Linked DNA regions of Arabidopsis thaliana: region 1 is linked to region 2. A link is a contact called in public ChIA-PET data. All regions are on one chromosome and are shown on one strand. The core of a region is the stretch at or near the end of the contact, and the rest is flanking DNA. Distances in the headings are between cores, read along the strand shown.

What was found. ChIA-PET counts read pairs in DNA pulled down with a chosen protein or histone mark.
Region 1: a contact with region 2 is called in an H3K4me3 ChIA-PET map of shoot, with 10 read pairs. The contact joins the promoter of AT5G62300 here to the promoter of PRH75 in region 2. A contact is called at or near these places in 3 of 26 Hi-C or Micro-C datasets (leaf, root and rosette leaf) and 1 of 2 datasets of contacts at active chromatin or transcription factors (shoot).

Annotation. Positions count from the first base shown.
Region 1 is chr5:25,020,731-25,024,128 of TAIR10.1, forward strand. AT5G62300 (Ribosomal protein S10p/S20e family protein) reads right to left here and starts at 1,834. Exons shown (of 4, transcript NM_125624.4): 1 at 1,626-1,834; 2 at 1,388-1,519; 3 at 1,010-1,123; 4 at 470-800. The coding sequence starts at 1,505. The coding sequence ends at 658. It overlaps IRE (AGC (cAMP-dependent, cGMP-dependent and protein kinase C) kinase family protein), which reads left to right and starts at 2,425. Exons shown (of 17, transcript NM_125625.3): 1 at 2,425-3,098; 2 at 3,211-3,278; 3 at 3,367-3,398. The coding sequence starts at 2,675. It overlaps AT5G62290 (nucleotide-sensitive chloride conductance regulator (ICln) family protein), which reads left to right. Exons shown (of 7, transcript NM_125623.3): 6 at 1-71; 7 at 171-401. The coding sequence ends at 242.
Region 2 is chr5:24,981,797-24,985,428 of TAIR10.1, forward strand. PRH75 (DEAD box RNA helicase (PRH75)) reads right to left here and starts at 2,248. Exons shown (of 13, transcript NM_125613.3): 1 at 1,652-2,248; 2 at 1,273-1,407; 3 at 1,042-1,182; 4 at 808-919; 5 at 657-727; 6 at 388-542; 7 at 193-304; 8 at 1-59. The coding sequence starts at 2,083. It overlaps AT5G62200 (Embryo-specific protein 3, (ATS3)), which reads right to left. Exons shown (of 3, transcript NM_125614.4): 2 at 3,530-3,632; 3 at 2,252-3,002. The coding sequence ends at 2,667.

The DNA.
Region 1 (3,398 bases), core at 584-3,083, 39 kb after region 2:
TATCTCAGAGTCCGACTAGTGTAATTGGTCATTCCAATGGAGATGAAGGTCTTAATCAGCCTATGCTTGAGGTAATACAAAGTTACAAAACTCTGCTTTCAATTTTTCCTCTTTTTTTGTTTTTAAAAAATTGAGCGTGGTTTCATCTGCCTTTTGTATTCACACTGCAGCTCCAAATCAATGATCAGAGGTTTGAGGATGCTGAAGAGATGGTTCATGAAAGTGAGACCAAAGATCACTAGACTCTTCACAATTGTACTCGAAAACATAGTAGTTGTGTTATTTTAACGATGAAAGAGTTGTATTATGTTCAACGATAAAGTATTATGTTCGTGATACTTAGCTTTTCAATTTATGGCTGATTAAACTTTAATCTTTCTCGTAATAGATCTCTCAATTTGAAATGAGATAGCAAGTTGGTAACTTCATACAGAGTTATGTCATCGAGAGGGTCAAAAGATCTCAAGTTAAGAATAAAGGACGAACTTCTAATTAAAAAATTCAAAATCTATTAAATTAAGAAAACATAAGAACTTGGGTTTCACTACAACAAAACATTTGTTTTTTTTTTAACTCAAAAGGAATGTCGTTACGGGAAAAGAAGATTGTTTCTTAAGAGAATTTGAAAAGAGATACCAAAGCCACAGAAGGGTTGATCTACGAGTCAGCGATGGTGACCTCAACTTCAACACCAGGTTCAATGGTGATGGAGGTGATCTGCTTGACCACATCAGGAGAGCTGAAAAGATCTATAACTCGCTTGTGTACCCTAAGCTCGAATCTGTCCCATGTGTTGGTTCCTGTTTACAATACCAATAGTTAAGAGAGTTTCAGCAAATGTGAAGACACTTGCAGTGACAGAGTATAAAACAGTATTGAGCACAATCACAAATTCTAAGACCTAAATCCTAGGTTTAATAGAGCAAATGAACTAAGGGAGTGGTTCCAACAACAAGCTCTAGTGATTCTGAAGGCAATATAAAAGATGAGATGAGCATAATCATCATACCTTCACCACAAGGAGCTTTACGGGTAGTGATCTTGAGAACCTTGGTGGGCATTCTGACTGGACCCTTAACTCTCAGTCTCTTGTCCTTAGCTCCACGAACCAAATCAGTACACACTACATATCATTTTGTAGAAACAGAACAATAACAATAAATCAGTATCAAAATGTCCACTCTCAAACCATTCGAATCATCACTGAAGCAAATCGAAGTCAATAAATCTATCATCTTCTACTGAAAAAACTAAACCTTCAAAATTCACTAAAACTAGGAAAACATTGAATCCTCAAACATTCTTTACGGTTTTGAAAGCAGCTCAAAACTAAATTGCTGAAGCGAAATGATAAGATAATCAAAATAAAAGGATAAAAAAGAAAGACCTTTTTCCAAGTTCTTGACATTCTTGGAGGAGAGAGTAATTCTGATCTTGTGAATCTGCTCGAGTGGCTCTTCCAAACCAGCCTTCCCTGGTTTCATTGGTTGATACGCTGTCGCCATATTTGCAGCTTCTTCTGAAAACAATCACAAACACACCAACCAATCCATCACATTAACAAATGATCCGATAAACTCATGTAAACATGAAAAATATTAAAACTTGGATCAAGTGAAGAGAACCTGAGAGACGAACGAAGCTCGACGGCGGATTGCTTTTTGCTGCAAGGAAGGAAGGAGTCGAATGATTTAACCTAAGAGACGGTTGATTTAATATGAAAACCCTAATTTATATGGACTTGTTGGGCCCAAACAATATTCAGCCCAATAACTACAAAAATATTTGCTCTGTATTTTTCTTTTGTGTTTTGACCCAATTACTTGGAAAACAATTCATTTTATTAAAAAATACAAACCATGTTTGATTTAATTACATAAATTTTTGTAATGAATAAACGTGTTATTATAAAAAACAAATTAATATTTTTTAGAAGTTTTAACCAAAAATATCTTGGTACCGTGTTTTTTAGTCAACCCAGAGAAAACATCACGAACGGCTATTTTTTAAAATTAAACAAAAAAAAATTAAGTTCTTTGTTATTTCTAGAAAATGGGGAAGACATGCATTTGTTGGAAGCACGTAGTTTCGATATGGACACTCTCCCACATGATTATTCTTTAAGAACTATACAAATCATAAAATATCACCATTCATTAATAACTTAAGGTGTTGTAAGAATAATAAAGTCAGAAATTATAACTTTAGCACTATGGATATAAGAATACAACGAATAATCACAAATCACAACCATAATAAAATCTCTGTCTGACTTTTGAATTTGGAACTAATTTAGAATTATTTTTTGTTGACAGCAAATCTTTATAATTTAAAGATATTAAGTTAACATCAAATAGAAGTATCATACTATAACTATAGTCATATTGAATTAAAGATAACAAATTACCATAAAATTTAGATGTAAATAGTCAAATTTATTTATCTGCAAGAAGAACAAAAAAAATGGCGAATGAGCCAATTTTTGCATCAAGTAGTAAAAACGGAGTCCCCCACTTCCCGCGAAAACCTCAGTCTCTCTCTCTCTCTCTCGCAACCGCTTCTCTGTAATCGTTATGTTTTGATAAAATCACAAAACAAACAAACAAACAAAAATTAAAAGAGTGTAAATATGAAAATTCAAATAATTCTCCACAAATTTTTCTATTAATAACAAATGTCTACGACGGAACCGTCGCCTGAGAATGATCGGGATCCACAACCGACCACCATATCTACTCCGACTTCCACCAATGCGAAGCTTCTGAAGAAGATCCCTGCGATTCCTTTCCGCCATTCGGATAAGGAAGGAGAAGATGAACAAGCGAAGACGGACGAGGTTACTACGGAATTAGCTGGGGAAGGTCCGATGAGTCACGATTCGCCGGAAATTCTTGCTCCTTCTTCCTTAGGTTTGAATCATATCAGAACGAAATCGTCTCCTGCGCCGTCTCCTTTGAGATTTTCATCTGCCACGCCTTTGATATCTCCGGGTCAAGATGATAAAGACGTCGCCAAGGAGAAACCGAGGGTTGGTGTTGTTGATGCTCGTGCTGATGCTCGTGCCAGATGGCCGATTCCTCCACATCAACCCGATCAAGGTAGATTTCTCGTTGATTCGATTTAGGATTTATGAATTCGAAAATTCAACTTAGATGATGATGATTCAGAGGATCTTAATGATCAGGAGGTGTTTGTTGTTTTGTCTTTTAGGGAAAAAAGTTCAGTGGAGTCAATCAAAATCTCAACGAGTGCCTGCAAATTCAAATCCAGGGGTAGAGGTGAATGTCTTCTTCTATGTTTGTTTTTCAAATTCTTGGAAAATTTTATATTGCTGATTCGTTTTTTTTGTTGTTCTTGTGAATGCAGAGTACTCATGTAGGTCTTGCCAAGGAAACACA
Region 2 (3,632 bases), core at 998-3,497:
GCAACATTTGTAGCCACCAATGTTGCAAACTTGCCATTCCTAAATCCAGCAAGAGTAACCTATAATCACAGGACTCATAGTTAGCAAGCTGATACTGCTCTGTTTGAGCAATTTAACAGGATAAGAAGATCAAATTCTCCCTACTTAACTTTGCCTATGCAAGAAAGCTTGAAAGAAAACTTAAACACATACCTCACGTTGTGATTGAGGTATTTCACCATGCAAGGCTCTTGATCCATCCAACAAACCAGAAAGCTCAGAAACTTGAACTTTAGTTTCAGCGAAAATAATAGTTTGGCCTCCACTAGATAGTGAAAACAAAAATTGGATAAGACAAAAATAATTGAAGTATAAATATTGGTTAGAAAATGTAGTACTAAAGGATACCTGCTATAGCAACTGATAATATCAGGAATCAACCGAGCCATGGCTGCCTTATTACAAGGAATAGCAATGTGTCGAACACTATTACTGGCCTTCATTTTATCATTACCAACAAGATCAATAGTCTTCTGGTCTCTTTTAAGAAACCTGTTAGAGATCTAGTAGAAGCAAGCGAAAAGGTCTCAACAACAAATAGAGAGAAAATGAACATAGCAGCAAACTATAAAGCTTAAAACATTAAAAATAGCCACAAATATTTGAAAGGGACGCACATTTTTCACCCATGATGGCAAAGTAGCACTGAAGAGAAGAGTCTGGACTTTAGTAGAATCCTCCACTTTCCCTGAAGTTATAGAAAGAACATATAAGATACAAAGAGTAAGCTGTTTCATATTAGGAAAAAAAACCAAAACCACGACATACCTAAAATAAGTTCAACATCCTCAACAAATCCCATCCTCAACATTTCATCAGCTTCATCAAGAACACGGAATTGTAAATAGCTGAAATCAAGGTTTTGTCTTTCAATATGATCCTGGAATGAAAGTCAATTACAAGGTCAAATAAACAAAAATGATGATCTGAATCCAGGGAAGCCAATATTAAAAATTAATGTTTAGAAAAGAGAAAGAGAGAGAGGGAGGGAGAGAGACGTACCTTAATACGACCAGGGGTTCCAACTACAATGTCAACACCTCTCTTTAATTTACCCTCCTGAACTGGATAGCTATCACCTCCATAGAGACAACATGAACTTAACCCAAGTGATCCTCCATATGCATCAAAGTCAGCAGCCACCTATCAAAGAAAACCATACCATAAGTAAAACCTAGAGTACCAAAAAAGATTTTGCACCAAATCTCTTAATAACATGCTGAGAATCATTACCTGCTTGGCCAATTCTCTGGTCGGTAAAAGGACCAAAACACTTGGTGACCTGCCATATCCCATCTTCCTTTTGCTTTTGGCAGGTCCATTAACCAAAGATTCCAATATAGGCAACACAAAAGCCAATGTTTTACCCTGCACCACACCACATATGATCAGCAAAGACCCCTAACTTTGAAAAATTCACTCTAAAGTCCACATAAGCAGGAGATTCACAATACCGAGTCTCTAAGTCTCACAAAATAACAATTAAATAGCAAATTAGGCATCCCTAATAACAAGCCTTCCACATAAATATCCAAAAGCCTCAAACTTGACAAATTCATACAGAGACAAACGCATAATAAGCAAAACCCAAATTTCAAAATCAAACCAATACCTGACCAGTACGAGCCCGTCCAACTAAATCAGCACCATCGAGAACCATATCAAACGTGGAAGCCTGAATCGGGAAAAGAGCTTCAATACCATTCGCCTTAAGCTTCTCCCTCAAAGGCGCAGAAATCCGAAACTTAGAAACAGCATTAGGGTTATCAACTTCAACATCCTCAACGCCCAACTTAACCTTCTTGCTGCTCTTCTTCTTCTCCGAGCTTGAATCGCTCTTCACTTCATCCTCCTCCTCGGAAGCCTTACGCTTCTTATCCTTCTTCTTACTCTTCTTCTTCTCCGACTCTTCTTCATCCGAATCAGATAGTTTCAGCTTCTGCTCCTTCTTCCCCTTCTTAGAATCAAGCTCTGGGGTATCCAAAGCCATCTTCTTCTTCATCTTCTTCTCCTCTTTCTTATCAGATAACATTAGGGAAGGCATTTAGAAGGAAGATAATGGAGAATCGAATCTCTTCTGCTTGTTGAGAGATTGAGGCTATGAAGTGCGAAAGCAGGGAGAGACGACAAAAGAGGACGACAATTGCTAGGGTTTACCTCTCTTTTTATATAGTTTTGAGATTTTAGAGAAACCCTAATTTACTCTAATGTGCAATCTCTAATCTGCCGTTTATTTATTCTGATAAGAGAATGCGTGTCGTTTCTAGGTCAAACACTCAAAAATATCTATCTTTCCTTTTTTTAATCAAAGACTCAAAAATATCTTCTTTGTTGGCTTTTCTATTAAAATAGTAACTTTCTTCATTTTTCGACGATATGATAAAACCAAAGCTCAAACATAATCAATTCGTTTTCTATCACATATATAGTTGATGAACTGTCACAAATTTCTAAAATGGATACACACTGCTCATAAGATTTACAGACTCTGTAATTAGGAGTAAGTAACTTCATCATAGATTTATGGTTAATACTTAATACAGTTCTGAGACCCATTTCCCCAAAACGGTACACATTTATTCTTCACAAGTCCTAATATGTTTATACAAAACCGGAAACATAACAGCTTACAAGAGCAATGTGGTACCGGCGACAACAAAACCTAGGAGTATGATCACGCTCCTTCTGAGACCAATGGCAAGGACATTAGAATCTGAGGCGCTGTTGCAGTAATTGAAACCATACCATACACTCTCAGGAACATATGTGTTATATGGGAAGGTGACCGCTTTAGAGCCATGGCTATATATCTTTACAGTGTTTGGGATCCAACCATCTGGACCAGACCTGTAGAGATATACATAGCATATCTGGTATGTACATGGTCCGTTTATCTGAAATGTATCTGATGAACATTGCTCAAACGTTTTTGTAGATGGATCATCAAGCCTTGGTGCGTATATCTGATTCAAATAAACAAAACTTGAGCAGCGAAATTTCATTGAACATCGAACCGAAGCGAACATCCTTACAGTTTATTAGTTTATTAGTGATAGATGCATGAACAGATTAGACACTAGTTACAATCAAAACCAATCCATTGAAACTTTCATCTATTCCAAAGATGTGTATATTTCTCTAAAACTCAAATGTTCAGATCAACCAGAGCAACCAGAGCTAAGCATTTGCAAACTTTTGGTAGCTAGAATTCTTCCATAGGAGTGACAATGTTATGCATATTCAGTAGCTAACTAGAACTGGACCTGAACATACTAAAAATCTAATGAAACCAAAGATGAGCTCAAAATCTGAGAAAGTCCATTGTAACAAAGCTCAATTACGAAGAATCAGATATGTGCGAAAACAGATGTGTATTTTGGAATGAAACATTCAATTGGAACCCTAAGCATAATCGATAAACCAAAGTGTTACCAAATCAAAATCAAATGTTCTGAAGAAATCAAAATCTCACTCAGCGAAGAAATCTAACCTGGTTACCATAGCCATCGCCGAAAGCGACGCTGATCTGATCGCGCGTGTACCTAGTCGACGAACAGCTCGTCGAGATGATCACTGTGTAAGCACAAGTATTC